Regions from separate parts of the Mus musculus genome. Here all the other regions are linked to region 2. The links are chromatin contacts, called in public Hi-C, HiChIP or PLAC-seq and Micro-C maps. All regions are on one chromosome and are shown on one strand. Each heading gives the region's core, a stretch centred on a gene start, on an enhancer-like site or on the middle of the called end of the contact. The rest is flanking DNA. Distances are from core to core; before and after follow the strand shown. Region 1 holds the start of D430041D05Rik (RIKEN cDNA D430041D05 gene). Region 2 holds the start of Depdc7 (DEP domain containing 7). Region 3 overlaps Hipk3 (homeodomain interacting protein kinase 3). Region 4 holds the start of Eif3m (eukaryotic translation initiation factor 3, subunit M).

What was found. Hi-C and Micro-C count contacts between places; a contact is called where the count stands out from the background. HiChIP or PLAC-seq counts read pairs in DNA pulled down with a chosen protein or histone mark.
Region 1: a contact with region 2 is called in a Micro-C map of embryonic stem cells, with 4 times the contacts expected there. The contact joins the promoter of D430041D05Rik here to the promoter of Depdc7 in region 2. A contact is called at or near these places in 13 of 39 promoter capture datasets (the 3T3-L1 cell line, 3T3-L1-derived adipocytes, the C10 cell line and 9 more), 2 of 484 Hi-C or Micro-C datasets (the HPC-7 cell line and embryonic stem cells) and 2 of 115 datasets of contacts at active chromatin or transcription factors (both in embryonic stem cells).
Region 3: a contact with region 2 is called in a Hi-C map of the HPC-7 cell line, with 1.9 times the contacts expected there. The contact joins the enhancer-like site here to the promoter of Depdc7 in region 2. A contact is called at or near these places in 1 of 39 promoter capture datasets (liver), 20 of 484 Hi-C or Micro-C datasets (the Ba/F3 cell line, the G1E-ER4 cell line, the HPC-7 cell line and 5 more), 3 of 115 datasets of contacts at active chromatin or transcription factors (bone marrow-derived dendritic cells, bone marrow-derived macrophages and embryonic stem cells) and 1 of 9 other capture datasets (embryonic stem cells).
Region 4: a FOXA1 HiChIP or PLAC-seq map of pancreatic cancer cells shows a contact between it and region 2. The contact joins the promoter of Eif3m here to the promoter of Depdc7 in region 2. A contact is called at or near these places in 2 of 39 promoter capture datasets (liver and pre-B cells), 1 of 484 Hi-C or Micro-C datasets (pro-B cells), 1 of 115 datasets of contacts at active chromatin or transcription factors (pancreatic cancer cells) and 1 of 9 other capture datasets (pancreatic islet).

What each region holds. Positions count from the first base shown.
Region 1 is chr2:104,408,599-104,414,027 of GRCm38.p6, reverse strand. D430041D05Rik (RIKEN cDNA D430041D05 gene) reads left to right here and starts at 3,417. Exons shown (of 21, transcript NM_001368844.1): 1 at 3,417-4,099. The coding sequence starts at 3,865. It overlaps Gm35606 (a long non-coding RNA gene), which reads right to left and starts at 505. Exons shown (of 3, transcript XR_374847.4): 1 at 1-505.
Region 2 is chr2:104,739,385-104,745,308 of GRCm38.p6, reverse strand. Depdc7 (DEP domain containing 7) reads left to right here and starts at 2,452. Exons shown (of 9, transcript NM_144804.2): 1 at 2,452-2,627. The coding sequence starts at 2,555.
Region 3 is chr2:104,454,320-104,459,954 of GRCm38.p6, reverse strand. The region is part of intron 2 of Hipk3 (homeodomain interacting protein kinase 3); the gene reads left to right. Among named protein-coding and RNA genes, the nearest start is that of Mir1902, 28 kb to the right of the region's middle. Within about 2 kb of position 2,449, at least 30 of the 459 cell types and tissues checked have an H3K27ac peak or open chromatin away from gene starts, as enhancers often do. A contact at or near this core is called in the HPC-7 cell line and bone marrow-derived macrophages, where this site is marked.
Region 4 is chr2:105,014,793-105,020,253 of GRCm38.p6, reverse strand. Eif3m (eukaryotic translation initiation factor 3, subunit M) reads left to right here and starts at 3,227. Exons shown (of 11, transcript NM_145380.2): 1 at 3,227-3,308; 2 at 5,352-5,461. The coding sequence starts at 3,267. Gm38521 (predicted gene, 38521) reads right to left here and starts at 3,133. Exons shown (of 2, transcript NR_165821.1): 1 at 3,051-3,133; 2 at 1-2,584.

The DNA of each region.
Region 1 (5,429 bases), core at 2,168-4,667, 330 kb after region 2:
GGGGTTTACAGAGACATGGTTTTTCTTAGTCCTAGCTAGTTGAGGGCCCATGTTAAATGCAAGTCTACACAAGAGTTGGTTTGTCTATTAACCAAACAATGACTCAGAAATGCCATGGCAACCTATATCTGTAGCTCTGCCCTGGAAATGGAGGCAGGAGAATTGCTCTGAGTTGAGGCCACCCTAGGTTGCATGACACTGTGTATTGTAAGTCAGTCTGGGCTATGCAGTAAGACCCTGTCTCATTAAACCCACTCACCTGTAAGCTTCACAAGATTTCCGCTTCTGCAGAAACAGGCCTCCCCTTTACTGGCTAAGGTCTGGATCCTGGCACCTCAGGCTCTTGGCATCTGCTCCACTGAGGTTCCCCTGCCCTAAAGCAGGGTCTTTAAAGCATTCTTTTCCCCAAGACCCCACTGTGTTGAGCACACTAGATACCTTCCCTTTCCTGCCATGATGCTGCAACCTTTTTTGACTTCCTGGCCATTTGCTGCGCCTGAAAAACTTCCACTTTAGGTGTTCTTACATCTTTTCCCTATTGCAGGCGGAAATATCCCGTGTTTCCATGGGGGATGGGGTGATCTGCTCATACCTCTGTTCCCATGGGGACGGGTGATGCTCACAGATCTTCATCGCATGCTTACCATGTTCTAACGTGGTCACTGTGCACCTGCTTTGCTTACTGGACTGTGAGCTTCTTGAGGGATGTGATGGTATCTGGTCTCAAGTCCAGCCTGTGGGGGGACAGAGCCTCTCTAACCTAACAACCAGAGACTGAAAAGCAATCTGTGTCATGTCTAAGTCTGGCAAGAAATAGCACAGAGAGAATCCCACTTACAAGGCAGAATATGAGTATCTCCACCCTCTGGCAGAGGAGCCCGTGTTTCCTCTTTTAACTGTCATGGAGAATGTGGCTGAGTCTTGTGTCTCTTGTTTTATATCCTGTCCTCTTTCCATTTGGATTTTTTATGTCTTGGGCCAGCAAGTGTGGCTTTTTTGTCTTAATCCAACCCATCTCACAGCTGGCTGCAGCTGTGGCTAGAAAGGTTGGTGTTCTACCTTGCCATCCCCTCGTTGGTGTCCTTAGCTCCTCTGAGAGTCATGCAGGTGGGTGCCCCTGAGGGTGAGTCACCTTCCCTTTCTTCCCTTCTTCCTTTCTTTAAGGAAAAATCCAGATGTATCCAGAACCTCCCACGAGTAGTCCTGAATGTCCCTTCCTCCTCCTGTCCCATTTCTCCATGTACTGTGTTGTTGAATGAGCATGTTGACTTTTGCAAGCCCTCCCTCCTGCCTCCCTCCCCACCCCTACTGGGCACACGTGGTCTTTGTGTCTGTCAGTCAGAACGTGCCTAGACTTTGGGCCGTCATCCCAGTCCCCATTTCCTTCTCAGGGATCACCATTTGCCATTCCTCCCCCCAACCTCCTCAGGGCAGGGTTTCTCTGTGTAGCCTTGGCTGTCCTGGAACTCATTCTGAAGACCAGGCTGGCCTTGAACTCAGGGATCTGCCTGTCTCTTCCTGAGTGCTGGGATTTAAGGAATGTACAACCACTGCCCTGACTTGTAAGTTTCTTAAAACAACTCCAAACGGTACGGTACATTTAACGAAAGGGCAAGGGTCAGTCACAACCCCCCAGGGAAGGATGAATACCCCTCATCCAAAATGCTTTGGGGCCAGAAAGGCTGCACATTTCAGAGTCATCTGGGTCTGGGGATACCTGTGTATGAGTGTGTCTGATCTGAAAATTTGAAGTCATTCAGAGTTCACGTCCCCAGGTCTTAATTATTGCTTTATTCATTTAGAGTATGGAGATAAAGATTAAAAGACAACTCTCAGGAGCTGTTTTTGTCTTACCATGTAGGTAGGTCCCAGGGACCAAGCTCAGATTGCCGGTCTTGGTAGCAGGTGGCCTCGCTCCATGAACTGTCTCACCAGCCCTGGGACTTTTTTGAGTGCTGATATGGCACAGAGGTGTTTCATATTTTTTTGAGCATTTCTGATTTTAAGAACCCACACTACTGCAGTTCAGATCTGAAATGCACGATAAGACACACCTGCTCTCTGAAGTTAGCGTGTGCAAATACATCTCCTGCTTTGCAGTCTAACTGCCGTCCTGCGGACACAGGTGAGGGGGAGACAAGCCTTCTCCAGAACCATGGGCCATCGTGGTATGTGTGTGTGTGTAATAGAGAGAGAGAGAGAGAGAGAGAGAGAGAGAGAGAGAGAGAGAGAGAGAGAGAGACAGAGACAGAGACAGAGACAGAGACAGAGAGAGACACACACAGAGAGAGAGGATGAATGAGAGAGCAGCTTCCATTTCTCAGCATCCCCCTGCTTGCTGTGCTGGGCCTGGAACACACCAGGCCAGGCCGGCCTCAGAGGTTTGACCTCACGGATCTCTTTAGATTGTTTCTTCAGCTTGCCTTGTTCCTTGACCTCCTTCTGGTCTTCTCCCACATGTCACCTTCTCAGTGAAGCCTCTTTACCTCCTGTTTACTGCTGCAATACCTCCATCTCCACTTTCCAGCATTTTACCTTACCATTTTCTCTGAGGCTTTTTAAGCACTGTCTGGTAGTCAATTTATTACCTACAGAGATTATGTTTGTGGCTCCTGTCCAAGTGTCTGGAATAGGGCCCGGCATATAACAGGGCCAGGTCAGTGCAAATGCTTTTCCCTGACACAGTCGCTGGCAAGCAATGGGTGCTGCTGGGTTTGCTGCTATCCTGTGGACAACTTATTGACTGAAGGGAGTTTGAAGCACCTGCGAACTAGATAGCCTGCTCAAGGGTACAGATGCAGAACAAGGGTAAGGGCAGAAGGACAACTCAGCTGACTCTGCCCTTTCATCCTACTAGAGAGAGACTGACTAGTCAGCTCTCTTATTTGGGAAAGACTTTTTGGAAATGCCTGTAGTTGTCCCAAAGCTCAATGCACTGCCTCTCTCATAGTATGGCTGCAACAAATGTTTATAACGTGTTTTATTTACTTCAGTGTTTCATTGCAAATAGGGCACAACAGCTCTAGTTCTTTGGGGGTAAATTTGGCAGGCAGGTGTCTGCCAGCCCCCCAGAGTAGCAGTGAACAACCTGCACCAAGCTCTTCCGCTCATCCTCGGAAAGCTTTTCCAAGATGCAGGTTGAGCACCTAGCTTTCTCAGCACGTTGACCGTCGACCGTGAAGGTATCTAGGTGTCCAGTCCCTTCTCCGGTCAGAGGGCTATCCCAGCCTACCTTTCCTTCTCACGATCTGGGAACCCTGGGCGGAGGAAAGTCCCCCTCAACGAGGACCTCGCCAGCGCAGGGCAGGGTTCAGCCCCGCGCGCGGGAGCTGGGGGCGCGCGGTGGTTTCGCGCGGGGATGCGCGCGCGCGCCTGCCTCGCCTCCCTTGCCCGCTCCTGTGCTACGTGCTTTCTTTGTCAATGAGGCGCCGCTCGGAGCTGCAGTAGCTTTCGCGGCTGGAGCCAGAGCCTAGCGATCCAGTGAACCGACAGAGATAGAGACCTGGGCGCAGGGGCGGCGGCGGGCGGCACGCTGCACGAGCTAGGTCCGCGGGTCTCCGTGTCTCGCAGCCTCGCGCTCGAGGTGTAGCATCCGGCCCTGGGGAGGGGACCGGGGCGCCGCCCGTCCCACCCTCGCCGCACCGTGGGAACCCCCATGCAACCCCGGTACCCGCGCGCCTGAAGCCGCGGCTCCATTGAGCCCGCCTCCCACCGAGGCAGGACGAGCGAGCAGCTCGCACCTCCTGCCTCCCTCCGACTCCCGGGCCATGGCCCGAGATGCCCGGTGAGGAGCGGTGCGCGGAGGGCTGGGCTCACCGGCGCGGTGTGGAACGAGGCAGCGGCCTGGATGTATGAACAGTCCCTATGGCTCTGCAGGAGGCGAAGCCCCAGGGCCCGAGCGAAGCTGAGCCGGCAGCGCGGGAGCCCAGGGACCGGCTCCGGGAGCAAGGGCTCTGCGGGGCGGGCGGGATCGCCGCGCGTTGCCAGGGCGTGAGAAGCTCCGAGGCCCGCCGGTCCGAGGATGTGCTGCTGCGGCGGCCGCTGCTGCTGGGACTCTTGCTGCTGGCTGCCCTCTCCGGGCACTGCTGGGCCGACTCCGGTAAGCGCTTGGCAGCGGCTCTCCGCCCGCGGCGGGGTCTGGAGCCGCTTAACCGCGTGGTGGTGGGTGGTGGGCTCTTTGCAGCACCGCCAGGCTTTTATTTGCCCTTAGCAGTTGCACCAGCGGGCGAACTGTCAGAAATCTGTCTCTTGAGAAGGCATCGTGGGCGGTGAAGAAAGAGGCACGTTTTTATCTTTAATTTTTCCTCCCTGGACAAGTTGTAAATGCTTCCTGGTGGTCCCACAAACACGCTTCCTTTAGCTAGACATGGCGTAGTTAGGATAGCATAAAAGAGACCTGTTCAGTGGGATGTTGTGGATGTTTTGGGCTTCCCGTTGCTAGTATTCACTTTGTCTTAAGTGCAAGGAATGACCTGAGAGTTTGAAGCAATTTCTGTGTCAAAATAGCGTTCCCCCGTTGCTCATAACAGGTTCCCCTCCCTTCCTTTTGGGAATGAGGTACTTAAAATAATTGATTGCATTTTGCAAAAGGTTCAGGCATTGATCAAATGTATACCTATTTTTTACAAGAGGCTCGTTGAAGAAGAGTCACTCTTGGTGCTCAGACCACCAACGATCCTTCAGAAACAGATTTCTGTACTTCCGCGGACGATTTTGTGGATCTGTTGTAACTATTTGGGCAGAATTATTCTGCAGAAGTGCTTTGAAACTTACACTGCGCGGCCAGCCATGGTCTTTGAAATAAGAATGATTGCTATGACTCCCGTGAAGGGCAAGCTTCTGTGTTTGTGGTGGAATTCTAGATTATAGATACATTCAGCCTAACAAATGCAAACCTCTCATTTTAGGTAACTGGTTTCTGTAGTGCTGCAGCTTTTAGTGAGGACCAAGGAGAACCGCCCCTCGCCCTCCAACACGTGTCTATGTATGGCCTTTCCCCATATCAGATTGGAAGTCCCAGTTTTGAAGGAGCTTATACCAGTTTTAAATTACGTATTCTGGTGGGCTATATCTATATAACTGTTTAATTTAAAGCCATTTCCCTTTGATTCACTTAAAAGTCACTGACAAGGAGTCTGTGTGTCCAGGAATTTCTGTTGTGATTCTTTCTTGTAGTTCCAAAATTCAGTAGTTGACCTTCTAGGGACTCCGACCCTCTGGCTTTATATATGTGACACAATGTTGAGAGAAGTCATGAAGAAGGCATAAGGAAGCCCCTTAGTGACCACCGGCTGAGAACCACAGAGGTTTTGGTTAGCACTCACCCAATTCTTGATAGTTCTGTAAACCGTTTGAGAGCTTTTATGCCTTGAATGTTGCTCATTTGCTCGCAGAGACTGAGAACTGTTCAGCCATCTGTGACGTGAAAT
Region 2 (5,924 bases), core at 1,203-3,702:
AGCTACATGTGGGGTGAGGGAAGGTTTTGGGGGGAGACACAAGACAAACCTCCAAACAAAAACTAATGTGCAATAGTAACAGTCTGGGTGCATGATGCCAATATTTTTATAGTACAGAAAGAAAAAAGAACAGAGCAAAATAGGCCAAAGGCTGTATAGCTGTGCATTGAATTAAAAAGGAGTGGAGAAAGAAGAAACTTACTGTCTGTGACACTTGTTAGTTACAAGAGAAATTTAAGATTTTTTTGGTTGTTCCTAAACAAATTTTTTAAAATTATGAAGCTGGTGTGCTGGCATGTGTGTGTGGGGGTGTCCCCTGTGGAGAAGGGTCTTATGCATAGTAGACAATTATCCTAACAACAAACTACATACATCCCCAGCCCAAAGGTGATTTCTTTTAGAGCTTTATATTTTTACTAGAATAACCAAAGCATCCACTCCATTCCTGAGACTACACAGATGAGAGGTTCAAATATGCTCACTTGCCTGGCTGATTTTCCAGTTTGGTAGGAATTAGGATATATGTGTGCCGAAATGATTAGATTAGCTATACAAATGGGGCCTGGGTAGTGGTGGTGGTGTAGGCCTGTAATCCCAGCACTTGGGAGGCTGAGGCAGCAGCAATGTCATAAGGTTGAAGCTAGCTTGAGCTACACATATAATTAGTTACAATCCACCATAGGTTATACAGCAAAACCCTACTTCAACACAAAATATATAAGTGAATAATAATGTGTTTAATAAGCACAACAAATGGGAAAATCTGTGTAGTGAAGAAGGTGGGAAGAGGGTTAGGTCTCCCTGGGTATACTCAATGTAGATAGAAAATGCCAGTATTCTAACTAGACTAGACAAACACAGCACAAACTCTTGAAAAATGCCTCAGTCATACATAAAATGCCAAAAATGATCACTACGCAAACCTGCCTTTTTTCAAAAGATCCAATGTTAGTATTTGTCAAATTTATTTTCCAGGATGGTGAAATGTCAATGGTTATAAGAACTATGTTACTATGACCATGAAGACCCAAGTTCGGAGTCTGCAGAGGCCAGAAGAGGGCATCAGAAACCCTGGAGTTGGGGTTACAGACCAGTGGTTGTGAGCAGGCACATGGGTACTGGGAACTGAACTCTGATCCTTTGCTAGTAAAGCAAGAGCTGTACCTGCTGAATCGTCTCTCTAGCCCCCGCCCCCCAGTTAGCGTTTCTTCTAGGCCCTGCCCCATAGTTACCTGGCAACAGCCAGGTATGCCTGCCTGACTCACTGTAAAAGGGGCTGCTTGACGCCTCCTCACTCTCTTACCTACCATCTTACACTCTTCCCTCTCTGTCCCTCCCCTCCCCTCCCCTCCCCTCCCTCCCCTCCCCTCCCCTCCCCTCCCCTCTCTCTCCCTTACCCTCTTAACTCCTCCCCAAACTCTATTCTATACTATACTCCTTGTGTGACTGGTATCTCAGGGGGAACGGATACCTCAGCATGGGCCTGCAGAGGAACCATTCTACCACAACATACCACGCCTCCACCAAGCATATCCCTTCCTTCTTTTTTATAAAACACAACACCCCCCAAAAGAGGTAGAAATCTATAGAAAGGGCAACAGTTGCGAACAAATGCCTTTATTCCCACTCAGGAGATAGAGGTAGCCAGAGATTTTCGAGTTCGTGGCTAGCCTATTCTACAGAGCAAATTCTAGGACCGCCAGGGTATATAGAAAGACCCTGACTTTATTCAAAAGAAGAAGGGAGGGGACGGTCATGCATCCGTCAGCTAGGTTAATGATCTCCAACATCATTCAACCTTGCCGACTTAACCCAGCACTGGGTCCCTGGTTTCTCTACCTCAATTACCCAAGAAACTGAAGCGCTCCCAGCAGCAACCCTCTCTCCTTCCCCCTCCAGTTTGTTCTTCCATGCTCCCCTTCCCGGTGCTCACCAGACCCAGGGTTAATTTAGAATCAACACAGATTTCCTTGGCAGGAAGCCCCATGATCTTTGTTGTTGCGGTCCTCTGACCTCTAGACATTGCTCTCCTAGGCTAGATAAGGTTTTGTTTGTTCTTTAGAGGGACAGGAAGGAAAAAAACTCCAAGTATTTATTATCCTGACACACTTGGGAGCATTTATGGTCCAAATACGAATTGCTAAATGTCGGTTCAGGTAATTCTCATTAAAAGCCCAGCCAACCTGGTCCTAATACTAGCAGGTGAGAGCAGAAAGCACTGAGACCTGGAGCAATAAGACTCCGGTTGGAGCGAGGGCAGATCCTGGAGGGACACCTTGGGACTCAGCGGGTCTAGCCCCGGGCTAGTACCGACTAGCACTGGAAAAGCCATGCCTAAGTACTTTCTACCTGGACACCGCCCGCCTGGAGCTGCCTGGGGCGTTTTGGAGCGCAGAGGCTTGGAGCCAGTCTGTGAAACACGTGATCGCCAGGGGCGGAGCCCGCCGGGAGCCCCGCTCCCCGGGAGTTAACCCGAGGCTTCGGCGCGGGCGCGCAGTCTGTGGAGCAGCGGCAGCAGCGGCGGCGCGGGCACGGAGTCCAGCCCGCCGCTGACATGGCCACGGTTCGAGAGAAGGCGGCGGCGCTGAACCTGTCGGCTCTGCACAGCCCTGCACAGAGACCTCCGGGTGGGTCGGAGGGCCGCGGCAGCGTGGGGCGGGCGCGGGCTGTGGGCGGGCGGTGCGCTCCGCGGGCTGCGCGGCCGCGAGGATCCGCTTTCTCCTCCTGGGTGGGCAGCCGGCCACGGGCCACGGGCCACGGACCCCGCCGCAGCCAGAGCTCGGCGTTTTAGGAACTTTACCAAACTTCGCTCGCAGTGGGGGTTAGGCTCCACAGCCTGACTTGTGACACGCGCGGAATTTTGAATAGTTTCCTGGCCAGCGTCTGGAGAACGAACTCTTGACTGCATGGTGGGATCAGAGGTCGGTGGCTCCCAGACTCAGGAGATGAAGTAATATTGTGTAAATTTAACACTTTCGCTACAAGCAATGTTTCAGTGAAGCCCCCATCACCCCCCCCCAACCCCTGATCTGATAGTTACATGACTTTGGGAGACAAATGTATTGAATCATTGAGGGCGGGTGTAAGATCTTTGACCCGAATCCGATAATCCGTTCTAAAATTCTGACTCTTAATTCTGCAAATAAGGAGATATTTGGATTTGTTTGGATAAGGTGCCACCTTTCCCCCTTTCTGGAACTGCGGGATAGAGAGCTGGAGAAATTGGCTCTCTACCAAAGCTTTTCATTTGTAAAATGCCAACTTGCGGAAACAGTGATTCCTTCCCCTAGGTCAGAAAAGTGTATCTCAGTGGTCCCAGCTATTGTGTTTGACTGACTTTACTAATCAATGCTCCACATAATCTCCAAGATCTTAATGATGAATTTTGCTAGAGAACTGCTTTCTCGGTACAGATTATAAAAGCGGCCTATAGTCCAGCTGTAGAGGTGTAAGCCCTCAGTCCTACACTGGGGAGGCAGAGAGAGGTAAGGCCTCTGAGTTCCAAGTCAGCTCTACACAGAAAGTTCCAAACCAAACAGTTAAAAAATGAGACTGTCTCAAAAAACAAAACAAAACAAAAAAAACCCCAGCAAACAAGATCTGACCACTTACTGCTCTCACCTAACAGGCTCTGATCACTTTATCACTTGACATGGCACTGGAAATTGTTGATAGCTTTAGGCTCTCTCTGGTAAATGGGATTCCCAAATTCACCTACTTTAACTCGGAAGGTCTTTCCTAACAGCTGAAATGTCAGTTCTGGGCTCTGGACATTTGTGAACAGGTTTTTAGGTGGTGAGAGGGAATGCATTTTAAAACTGGGTAGCTAGCTGACTCACTGTGGGAAGGTTTGACCTGTGTGGCTAGCAGATTCTCACTGAAGGAAAAGACCGCTCACTTACTGTCCTCAGCATCAGGCACCCAGGGCTGAGGGGGCTGCTGAGGGGGCTGCTGAGGGGGCTGCTGTGGGCTCCAGCTGCTCTTTGCAGCTGGGATTCCGATTTGCTAATTGTTTATTTACTCCTCTTCCACCCTGCGCTGCTTTGTCACAGTCCTTCTGATGGAGGTAATGGGAGCCTGGGGGTTGGTTCCTTGCCATTCCCTGTCTGTGTGCTCTGGCAAGCAGCTTTGTACGTCCCTTTTTCCAGGGATTAGTAACTCTTTCAATGGCTATAAACACAAGCCGGAACCTGATTTATGAGGAAAAGGGGGTTTGTGCTAGTCTTCTGCCAGAACTTAAGACACCTGTCTTAATACAGACCAACAAGAAAGTGGTTGGCTATCTCGTTATCCCTTTATACTGTAACCTAAGTCTTTGAATTTGCTGGTGTCACTTTTCCAAGGAGCTCAGAATACTTCCCATATGCTTTCTCACTAATCGCGGAATTAAAGCAGGGGAGGGCGCAATGCCTACTTTTGTAGATGTTTCTCTTAGCAAATGTTAATATTGTTCTTGTCAGGAGAGACTTATACCTACAGCCAGCCTTTATGGAGGCACCTCAGAGTCAGCCTTTCTCTAGTGCCAGATAGGAAAGCAAACTTTGGACTGTCAAAGGCAATATCCAGGAAGAGATGCAGTATCTGTTTCTGTCATGTCGGAAAGTTTCCCACTTGGCCTCAGCTACCGAGCTGTGACATAACCTCAGTGACATTTACTGCTCTCACGAAGTTTCAGCTATTGCCTACTAAACATTTCTCTGAGTCATTTTTATAGATTAATTGATTTCATTTAGTACATGTGTAAGTGTTTTGCCTGCATGTATATATGTACACCATGTGTGTGCCTGGTGCCCAAGGAGAACAGAAGAATTATAGGGTCCCCTGGAGTTACCCATCATGTGGGTGCCAGGAACTGAAACTGGCCCCTCTACAGGAGCAGCAAGTGCTCTTAACCACTGAGCAGCTCTCTCCAGCCTGAGTAACGGCTTTGGAACTGCTGTCAAGAGACTGCAGAGATGATTCAGTAGTTAAGAGCACTGGCTTCTCTTCCAGAGGACTTAGGTTAGACTCTTAGCACCCCCATAAAGGGTTGCAACTTTCTGTAAGTCCAGCTCCAGGGGTTCCAACCTCCTCTTCTGGCCTTTGTAAGCACCAGGCATACATATGGTGCACAGACATACATTTTGACAAACACTTACACACATAAAATGATGGAATGAACCTGAAAAGATAAAAATAAAACTTTATACATACCTGGCAAGTGTTCTTTCACTGAACTATACCCCCAGGGTTTTTTATGTTTTGGGAAGGGTGGTGGCTTATAAGAACTATTTATGTGTATGTGGAAGTTTGTGTGCCACATGAGAGTAGATGGCTACAGAGACCAGAAGAGGGTGTCATCATTTCTGGATCTGACCAGGTGGTTGTGAGCTGCCAAATGTGGATGCTGGCACCTGGACTCAGGTCCTCTGAGCAGCAAGTGTTCTTAACTTCTGAGCCATCTCCAGTCCTCCAACTGTTTGTTCATGAATGAGGACAGGATTTTCTGCTGTGGCTCAAGCTTACGTCACATTGGACATTGCTTTACCTCAGCCTCCTGAGTGTGCTGAGACCATGTTCAGCGAACTGTAATCTGTCCCTTAAATAAAATTCTCTTAAATCCTAAATGACTTAATGGTGAGGTGTGCTTTTATTCTTAGCACTAGGGAGGCAGAGGCAGATGGATGTCTTAAAATCAAGACTGGTCAGGACTACATAGTGAGACTTTGTCTTTAAAAAAAAAAAAAAAAAAAAGAAGCCGGGCATGGTGGCGCACGCCTTTAATCCCAGCACTCGGGAGGCAGGCGGATTTCTGAGTTCGAGGCCAGCCTGGTCTACAAAGTGAGCTCCAGGACAGCCAGGGCTACACAGAGAAACCCTGTCTCGAAAAACCAAAAAAACCCCAACCCCCCCCCCCCAAAAAAAAAAGAAAGGTCCTCTGTTCT
Region 3 (5,635 bases), core at 1,200-3,699, 290 kb after region 2:
TACAACACTATAGTAGCTGAAAGAAGTGTTTTATTACACTTCCACATCAAATCCATCACCAAGGGAAGGCAGGTCAGGAACTCAAGGCAGGGCACTGGAGGCAGGCGTTGGTGGTGAGTCTGTGCTGCTGCTTACTGGCTTGTTCTTCCTGGCTAGCTCATGGAAAATAAAAGAGGTCATGCAACTCCTAGAGCTGGAGTTCCTGATGGAGCTGGAGTTCCCGATGGGTGAGCTACCCTGTGTGAACTCAGGTCCTCTGGAAGAGCAAGAAGGCTCTTTATCACTGAGCCATGTCTCTGGTCCTTCTCCAGCCACCGTTGACAGTGTACAAAATTATTTGTTTTAGCAAAGTGTAGTTTTCTAGTTTTTCACTTGTTGTCCATGCTTGGGGCTTAAAATTTAAGAAACTGTTGTCAAATTTAGAGTTATAAAGGAATGTAACTATATTCTAATAATATATTAATACTATGTTTTAATAATTTATTGTCTTAGTTCATGAGGAATTAAATATCCTGTTTTTAGACAAGGGTGGAGTTTAAGTCATGAAACAGAACAAAAGCGTGGATTGATGGGCTAAGTAAGCAAGGGAATTATGTTACTATATTCATCCACATGCTTATGATTCTGGTTCTTCACCTACTGCATCACCTGGAGCAAGTTCCTTCCTCTCTGAGCCTCAGTTTACTCATCGTGACACTGTTAATAGCTACTTCAAAGGTTGCTGTGAAGATGAACACATAATGTAGAGTAAGCACTAATGTGTTGGGACACTACATGCACTTTATGCATAGGAGCTACACTGAGGGCGGAGCTTTGCAAGATTCTTTGATGTGGTGACAGGGAGTCTCCCATGCTTATTTCTTGGTGGCTTACTTCTGACATGTGTACTGCTGCAGTTCTTCAGAGCCAAATCAATTGGTGTAATGTATTTGAATTTGTGTGAATGCGTGGCCATTTACCTGTCTGTAGTTATTTGAGACAGTCTTGTTAGCCTTATCTGGTCTGGGAATCATTGTGTAGCCCAGGCAGGGCTTGAACTTAGTCCATTTTCTTCAGTGCTTTGACCTCCTAAGTTCCTGAGTTGTGCTGTATATTTACTATGGTAGCCAGTAGTGTCTGATGCTGTGTAGTAGGTAGGTATGAACTAATTCGAATTCTTTGAAATGACAGAGCTGAGTCATGGCACAGCTACATTAGTCACATCTGAAGTGGCCAACACATCGCGGTGCATGGTAGAAACAGTGTCTCCAGCGATTTGGACATCTGTTGGACAGGGCTATCTGGAGGCTTTGTGATAGTGTTTTCTTGAGTGATTTTAGTTTTAGTATAGAAGGTGGGTAGTGGTGTTATTTCTAGGACGGCTGGGCTTTTTGTTTACTCTTTGTGATTTTTTCCCCCCTCATGTTTTTGAAAAGCTTAGGCCAGGGCCCCTCTTCCCTAACAGTCTAAACAGTAGTTTTTGTGTTCCCAGGTTAATGAGAGACAGTTGCAGGCTCTAGGCCACTGCCTTCTATTTATTCTTTATGCCTTGCTATTAGTAACGGTTAGAACATGAGATGGGTTACTGCTCAAGTTAGATCTCCATCTTTATACATCCCAGCTGGTACGGTGAGAGGCAGACCTGTAAACAGACTCCACAGGTGCTTGCATTCCAGGAGAAGAACAGGTGCCAGTCTCACTTTACCAGAGAAGCCTCCGGGCCAGGTTGCCAGAGTCAGAGACATTAGAAAGATCCCAGTGGCAACACAGCCTCTTCCCTTATCGTGAGGACCCCTTAATTAGCTGCGCTGCTCCTCTTCCTTGCCCACTTGAGGCCTCAGAGATGCACGTGCCTTCTTTGGCATTCCCTCCTCCTATTGCCACCTAGGAGTCAGCACGGTCTGGCTGCAGGTTCTTGCTGTGAAAGATTACCCCTTGATTCTAGATCTTTAAAGAAGGGATCCCCAACTCTGCCTTATTGGCCTGAATGCTCTTCAGAGCTCCACCACGTGGCTTGCTCTACACCTACATATCTGTTAACTTTTCTATTTCTTTAAAGTGTTTCTATTGGTTTGTTTTTGACAGTCAGTCCTGCTATGCAGTCCTGGCTTTACTCTGTCTCTTGACTGTTCCTGGGATTAAAGGTTTAACACCCCCATGCCCACCAATAACTTTTCTAATTAAACTTCTTCCAAGTTTAATTAGACAGTTTATGGACAGTTTACCATAATTTCTCTTTTGAACTCAAAACTTAATGATTATCTCAAGAAAATGTAGTTTCAATCCAATGATATTTTCTTTTTATATTGGGATTTGTTTCTTAGAGTTTGTGTCTTACCTGTTATAAGTTACTTTCTGTAGACGTTTAAAATAGATTTTTTTTTTTGAGTGGTTTAGTTCCTTAGGAAGCTGTATAAGGGACAGAGTTCCCGTGTGTTCCCGCCTTCACACACAGTTGACCTCACACATCCTGCCGTCACACATCTTCAACCTTCTCACATGCACACCCCCTTTCTCTGGCGCTTTATGTACAAATGATGATCCTAGGTGCATATTACTTCTCCAGATCTGTACACCAGGCTGCTTGTATATTATCCAGCTTTATAATTGGCTCCTCTTATTTCCTTTACTCAGAATATAATTCACAGCGGTGACAGTTATTTTTAGAGCAATTATCTCAGGGAAGTAGTGGTTTTAGTAGGAAATCATGTATGGTCATGATTTAGAGGTTTGCTTTCATGTTTCCTTAAATTCTAGTAGTCTGGATTTAGGAGTTGATTAATGTAGTTACCTATTTTGTGGGTTACAGAGTATCTGAGAATTTAATTTAAAACATTGAAGTGGAATGTATTTTGAGGAACATTGTATCAAATTGGATACTTTATGTTCCCCATTGCTTCTTAAATTGTATGTATTATTATGGTGTGTGCCTATGCTATATGTTGGGTGTGCACACACACCATGGCTCAGGTGTAGGTCAGAAGACAGCCTTTAGAGTAGGCTAATTCCTCCACTGCTTACCAGGCTTGGAAATGCTTTAATCAGCTGAGCCCTGTGCTGGCCCAGTGAATATTTCTTTAAGGGAGCCTTAAGGACCTTCTAGTATTCTTTAGAGACAAAATGCACAGTTATGTTGTCTTGTTTGTAGAGAGCTCACTTTATTCCTTCCCAGGTTTATTCTTTAGCTTAAGTTTTTGTTGTGCTACTATTTTTCATAAACATAGAGGCAGTCATTCTAGTACTCTTAATTTAGATGTGTTTTTGGTTGAGGAAATGAATAATATGCCGCTGGCACTTAGTTTTGTTGTTGTGTTCTGTAAAGGCAAGTGTATCCCTGTCATGCATATGTTGTAAGTGGACTTCGGAACAGTTCCTTATCTATTCAGTTCTGGTAGTTGATGATATCTAAACATTGATGCAGAGTTGTGGAGGGCTTGTGTGACTGTGGTACAACATGGTAAAGTGGAAAGGGAACCAGACTCATGCAGAAAGGGGCACAAGTGCCAGCAAGATGTGAAGAAGTTCAGCCTTGACCCTTTTATAACAAACAGCCTTTGCAAGAAGAGAGTCTGTCCTGTGACACTAAGGCACATAGACCAACATTAGTCTTTTCATAGGTGGTGGCTGGCTACCTTCCAGCTGGCCTTTTTACATTGGGAGTTGTATTTTCAGAGCATGAACCTTAGGGTACAAGGTATATGCATCTCTAGTTTGTAAATGAATTGAGGCTAATGAAATGTCTAATTTGCTTAAGTAAATAATAGTATATAGTAACTATAGAACTTATGTGCTTATTTGTTTATTCATTTTTATCTTGTTGTTTGAAACCAGGGCCTCACACATACCAAGGAAGCCTAGATACATACCACTGAGATACAGTCCTTTTTGTATCTTTTAGTTTTGAAATAAGATCTCTCTAAATTGCCTGCACTGCCTTAGAACTCTGTAGAACAGGCCTTGAACTTGGGTTCCTCCTGATTTAGCTACCCAAGTAGCTGGTATTATTAGTCCTGTGACATTGGGACAGATTTTTAAATTTTAAGCATCTATTTATGTATCTATTGCTATTTATCTGTCTGTCTATCTATCTATCTATCTATCATCTATTATCTATTTATCTTTTTGAGACAGGGTCTCTGTATAATCTTGGCTGTTCTGGAGCTCACTATGTAGATCAGGCTGGCCCCAATGCCTCTGTCTCTGCTGGGATAAAAGGAGTGAGTGTCTGTGTGTGCAGATTATAGAGTATAACCCTTGCTTCTGCTATATGGGTTCAGGGGATGGAACTTGGGTAGAGTGCAAGCAGTTTTATTTTGCTGGTCCTAGGCCTAGTTTATTTACTTATTTCTAAAACGCTTTTATTTATTTTTATGTGTATGAGTGTTTTGCTTGCTCACTATTTGCATGCCTGGTATTTGCAATAGACCAGAAGAGGGCACAGGATTCCCTGAAACTGGAGTTACAGATTGTTGTGAACACCACGGGTGTGAATGTACCCAGGTCCCCTGGAGGAGTAGCCTGTGCACTTAACTGCTGAGCAATGTCTCCAGCCCTCTTGAAAAATTTGTTTGCTAGAAAGGTAAACATTATTTGTTGTGATGGGCAAACATTTTCTTCCTTTCCCTTTCCTTTCTATCCTTTCCTTCTCCACCATCCCACTCCCCTCTCCTCCATTCCCCTCCCCTCCCCTCTCTTCTCCTGTCCTCCTCCTTCCAATCTTCCTCCCCCCCCCCCCTTTTTTTTTTTCCTGAGTTGGTCTCACTACAGAGCTCTGGCTGTCCTAGAACTCACTATATAGGTCAGTCTGGCCTTGGACTCACAGAGATTCATTCACTTGGCTCTGCCTCCTAAGTAGTAGGATTAAAGTCATGTGCCATCACACCAGGGCCCCTCTTTTCTTTCTTGAGACAGAGTCTCACTGTGCATCCCTGGCTTTGAATAACATTATTGTGCTAATGTTAATTTCCTGATTTTTGATGTATATAGCTGTAGAAGAGACCTTGTTTTTAGGAAGTATACCCTAAATGATGCATTTGCATTAAGGGGCATATTATCCACAACATGAATCTCATCAAGTTTCTCAAAAACAGAATTTGTATGAGATACAAATAGGATAATGTGTTAATGTTTGAGGAATTTGATTCAGGGTATTATCTGAATACTATGTTGTCTTTTTATTTTTTATTTTGTAAATTTAAATGCTTTAAAATATTTTTAATTATGTGTGTGTCTAAGAAGGTCAGAGAAATGTGGGACCCCCTAGAGTTGGGTTTAGAGGTTCTTTTGAGCTTCTGATGTGGGTGCTGGGAATGGAATTCTATCCTCTTCAGGACCAGTGTATGCTCTTGACTATTGAGCCATCTCTCTAGACCAAATTGAAAGGTTTTTAGCCAGGCATTATGGCTGACGCCTGTAGATGCAGCACTTAGGCATCTGAACGGGAGGAGTGCAGTGAGTTCTAAAGCTGGAGAGAGGCAGAGTGGGGAGGAAGGAAGGAAATGTTTTAAAATAGATTTAGATACAAGCGGTAAGTGGGGAGAGAGGGGACCCACTTAGAAACAGGAACGTTTAAGACCAGTCAAAAGGATCAAAGGAATCCTCACTGTGTGTGGCTACAACAGAGTCAAGACATGGTTGCCTATTAGAAATATTTCTG
Region 4 (5,461 bases), core at 1,978-4,477, 270 kb before region 2:
TCCCCTTGACACCACATTCACACGTATGTGTATACACACACACACACACACACCCCAACACACATACATACACACATTCCCCAAACAGAGGGAAGCAGGTGTGATAAATCCAAGTTTTCCAGAATTTTTAATCAGAAAGAATAAAGAATTAAAAATAAAAGGAGATCTAGGAAAATAGCTTAGTGTGTAAGAGCAATTGCTCTGCCAGCACAAGGACCTGAGTTCGAGTCCCCAGTGCACACATAAAAAAGTATGCCTGTAATTCAAAAAAAGTAGGAACAATGGAGTCAGGACTTCAAGATCAGTTTCAGTTACACACTGAGTTCAAGGCCAACCTGGACTAGTGAGAGCTCACCTCAAAAGAAAACAAACAGCCACATCAGCTAGAAAAATGGCTTTGCCTTTCAGAATATATAGGGTTTTGTTGAACTTTCAGCTCCTTCTGTTTTGGGAAGTTCTGAGGACAGTTTGTGAAAGTCTCAAGAAGGATAATATAGTAGTGAAGGTTGTATGTGTGGTTATCAGCAGGGGTGACTCTTTACTGCTATTAACATACCAGTGACCCCATTTTATATCAGGCATAGGTTAGCATCAGCTAACCCCAGTTTCAACTGACTCTAAACTTTTTTTTTTAAGCATTTAGAATGCTTCCTGTCATATAGTAGATAGTACTTCTTGTACCATTTGTCTAAGGCAGATTTGTGTTTAAAGAAAAACCTTAAGATTATCAGAAAACATTTTATTAACGAAAAATAATGCTAGGGTCTTTTTTCAATTAAGAAATGAATTTGACAAAAAGTGTCATTGAAAAATTATAAAGGAGTATGCTGGCTAGTTTTATGTCAGTGTCATACAATTTATAATTACCTGAGAGGCAGGTACCTTCTTTGAGAAAATGCTTCCATAAGATTGGGCTTGCAAGCAAGCTGTAAGGCATTTTCTCCGTTAGTGACCAGTGGGGCAGGGCTCAGCCCATTGTAGGTGATGCCATCCCTGGCTGGTGGTCCTGAGCTCTACAAGAAAGCAGGCTGAGCAAGCTATGAAAAGCAGGCCAGCAAGCAGCAGCATCCGTGGCCTCTGCATCAGCTAGAGTCTTGATTTCCTTCAGTGATGGACAATGATGTGGAAGTGGAAGCCAAACAAACCTTTTCCTCCCCAACTTGCTCTTAGTCATGGTGTTTCATCATGGCAATTAAAACCTTAATATGACAGTTAATCCCTTAGTGATAGAAAGCTTGCTTAGTCCACACAAAGCCTTGGGTTTGGTTCCATCACAATAACATAAACAATAAATAAGTTGCATGCTTTAATTTTGTTCTCTCTGGAAGGTCAACCACCTGCTGGTACATAATTTTGTCAGAGAGATCAATATGTTTTTAGCGAATGAGTAAATATCTAAAGATTCAAATAATTTTGTCTCTATCCTTTTGAAACCTCCTTCTCAAAAGTCCCCTGAAGTCACCTCTTTTACTTCACAAAGTCATAGAATAAAGGAAATCAGAAAAAAGGGGCGAGTAAGGGACGGGGCTAATATTAAAATAGGGTTTTAAAATGTTCAACAAAATATATGTATTTTTAAAGAAAGACTTATTGATGAGTTAAAATAAAATACTGAAGAAAAAGCTGGCAACATTAACATTTGAAACAAATTTCCATCAAGAAAGGGGAAAGAAGCTGAAAGCAAGGTTGAAAAGTATTAATCTTAGAAAAAAAAAGTCACCTTTCAAAATTCAAAGCAAAGATTGCTGTGATGATGAGCAAGGGTTGCCCTCCAGCTTCAGTGCCCGGGCCTTGGCCTAGTTAACTAGTATATTAGTGTGTTTACAGGACCACTGGGTATCTTCTCCCTCCTGAAATTCTGAGAAGACCATTCTAATAAATATGTTCTGGCTCAGCGCCCCACTCTCCTCTTACACCCTCTCTTCTCTCCTCTCCCCCCTCAGAAATCTGCTCCCCTCTTTTCAACCAGTCTCTCTTCCTTTTCTTCCTTGAGAACGTACCCCCCCACACACACTCATTCCACATTGTAACCCAGTACTCCAGGAAGATTGTCTTAGTGTGCTTCCCATTGCTATGATAAAATATTGGCCAAAAACCGACCTGGGGAAAAAGGGTTCATTTCATCTGACAACTCTCAGGTTAACCTCCATCGCTGAGGAAAGTCATGGCAGGAACCCAAGGCAGGAACCTGGAGGTGGGAACTGAAGCAGAGGCTTGCTCGCTGCCTGCTGACTTGCTCCTTGTGGCTAGCTTGGCTTACTTTTCAATGCAACTCAGGGCCACCTACCCAGGGTGGCACCACCCACAGTGGGCTGGGCCCTCCCATGTCAATCATTAAGGAAGAAAATACCTGACAGGCCATTTATTGGGGACATTCTATCAACTGAGGATACCATGTGTATATTCTCTAATAAAGTCTGTTTTTACTTTTTCAGCCCACTTTTTAATTGCATTTCCCCCTTATTGTTGCATTTACAATGTTCTTGATCTTCATGGCTCCAAGTTCTGCATCCAGGTTCAATCAACTGCAGACTATAATATTCTGGAGAAATATCTGTGCTGAATACGCAGACCTTGTCATTCCCTAGAAAACAGAGGACATAGAATTTACATTGGATTAGCTATTTTAAGTGCCCTGGAGATGACTTAAAGTACACAGGAGGTTATATAGACACGAACTAAGCCATTTTTATGTAAGCGTCTTGAGCCCCATAGATTCTGGAATCCTTAGAGGAGGGATCCTGGAGTCAATCCCTAACATACACTGAGGCACTGTGTATTCTGGATAAGTCCTTATTAATTAAGTGGGAGCATTCTTTGAAAACTAGTCACCCTTACTTAGCAAGGAGCATGGCCTAGCAACTGGACCAGCAAACTGGGAAGCATAACACAGGGGAAAAAAAAAATAGTTCCAAGGCTTTAGGGACAGGGGGCACCTGGAAAGCTCTCAGAGGCAGCAAGAGCTCTCTAGGCTCCCGAAGCTTTGGCCCAGGTAGGGTTCCGTGACCCGCAGGCAGCAGGCGGGCAGAGGACACTTTAGCCCAACCCACCTAAGTTTCCGGGGAGAGGGGAAGATTTCAGGTAGGAGCCTGCGAGGAGCTGAAGCAGAGGCCCGCGGGGAGGAAGTAGTACTGTGGGCCCCGCCCACGAGGCCCGCCCTCTGTGGCTGACCCGGAAGCGGTTGTGCGTAACCCTGTACGGCACCGCTCTCTTTTCCGGTCGGCGTGTTTCTGGATCGGAGCGTCTTCCGCAGCCCGGCCTTCACCATGAGCGTCCCGGCCTTCATCGATATCAGCGAGGAAGACCAGGTGCACGATGCTGGGCCCTCGGGGCAACGGGTGCGGGGGATTCCCGGGACGGAGCCCGTGAGGGGGAGCGCGCTCTCCTGACCTGGGTCTCGGCGCGTGCGCGGCCGAGGGTCCGGATGCGGGCCCGGTGGGCGCCAGGGCTCGTCCGCAGTCGTCGATGACGACCCAGAACTTTTCGGGGACAGGGACCAGCGTCTGCTAAGTTCGCGTGTGGCCCGCAGGAGCAACTTTGAGCGTGTGAATGCGGGCCTTCCGCGGCCACAGGCGACGGTGGCATGCATTTTACTAGTTGGCTCGCGTTTTCTGTTCCCAGGCGGCTGGGAGGCAGGAGCATCTGGCGGGCCATCCTGGACACTTTGAAGTTCACTAATTGGGGTTTACACCTGGGTGTACAGGACAGATGGCTTCTCCTTTTTCTGTAACAGGAGGTTAATTGTTGGGATGACAGTCTTTTAATTTTCTACAACCCAAACTGTTCTTCGTGAGCATGCATACGCTTTTATAATACCCACTGACAGAAACTTGGGGTTCCATATGTTACACAGGAGAAGAAAGGAAGTTATGCACACATAGAAAGATGCCGCATTAAGAGTATTTGACAGCAGAGGAAGCTAGAGTTCCCAGGCATTGACTAGTATTTACCAAAAAGGTACTTCAGGCCAGGGGCTGAATAGAGCCTTGGCATTGGCCATATTGTAGAGTGTCTTGTTGTCAGCAAGAATGATATAAAAACATTAAACTTAACTAATTCTTAGAAAAAGATTTGTAAAGCAGGAAGTGAACAAATGCTTTCTTTACATCTTGGTTAGATTATATATTTGTGTCATAAAGAAAAAGAATGATTTCTGCTGTTATTTTGCTTTTTCTAATATGACACTTGAGTTTTCAAAATATCTTTTTTATAATACCATGCCATCTTCTGTATAAAATTACTATGCTATTGTTTGGAAAAATAATTCCATCAGACCTAAGGGTTTGTTAGGTTTCTGAGGTCACCAAACACATTTGTGGGATTAAAAATGTTGGTTATTTTCCCCAAGGCTCTTTTGGCTTTGTCCAGACAATTTGACATCCGTGCTTTTTCTTTCCCCAACCCCCTTCTTGTTTTGATATTTGGGAAGTGTTTCACTATGGCTTGTTAAACCTTGGCTGGCCAGGAACCTGTAGAGATCCCCCTGCCTCTGCCTCAAGTGCTGTGGTCACAGTTATATGTCACCTCACCCTGCCCACCACCTCACCCTGGCACCTGTGCATTTTCTAATGGAACGCTTTATACTGTGATTCTTTAAGTTTTTATTCTGTTAGCTTTAAGTCATCTACATTTCTGTTTCAGTGCATGAATGTTAAACCATCGAAGGAAAAACGTTGTTAAAGATCCTAACTAGAGAGTAAAGTAGGAAACATCCAAATGACTTATTTTAGTAGTTATTTTGATAGTACCAAAAGTGCTTTCTGCCTCTGAGAGTGATGTTATGTTTTAAGATATTTGTTATACAGTGCATTGATAGACAATTTGATACACATACACTTTCATGCAGGCTGCACTGACAGGCATTATCTTTTTATATTGGTATCTCCCAAAATGCTTGTCTCAAATGGTTCTCAAGTTATTAGCAAATGAATAGACTATTGTCCGGATGATGACTGTGATTTTAGTAGTGCTATTTATATATACATTTGACAGCTATAAAATTTTCACTTACTGGGGGAAAAAAACCTCTTCAACTTTGCCAAGTCAGATTGATGTATCTTTAGTCCCCATCCCTCCCAGTGGAGACCGCTTAAATGAAATAAGTAAAGCATTTGCTATAGACTGGAAGTCCAGTGGATACAGGTGGCAGGAAACTGAATATGATCTTTGTGAACTATGTGTCTGCGTGGACTTTGTAGAGGGAGGGAGGGAATCAACACAATTGGAGGGTAGTTAGTTAGCACTTGCATGTTACTTTGGAAGCAGGGCAGATGAGTTTGATATTTGTGTTTTATCATAACTTGATTTTTACAAGTGGATCTAGAGATTTAGCAACCCTGTTTGATTCATAGGCTGCTGAACTTCGAGCTTATCTGAAATCAAAAGGAGCTGAGCTCTCAGAAGAAAACTCGGAAGGTGGACTTCATGTAGATTTAGCTCAGATTATTGAAGCCTGTGATGT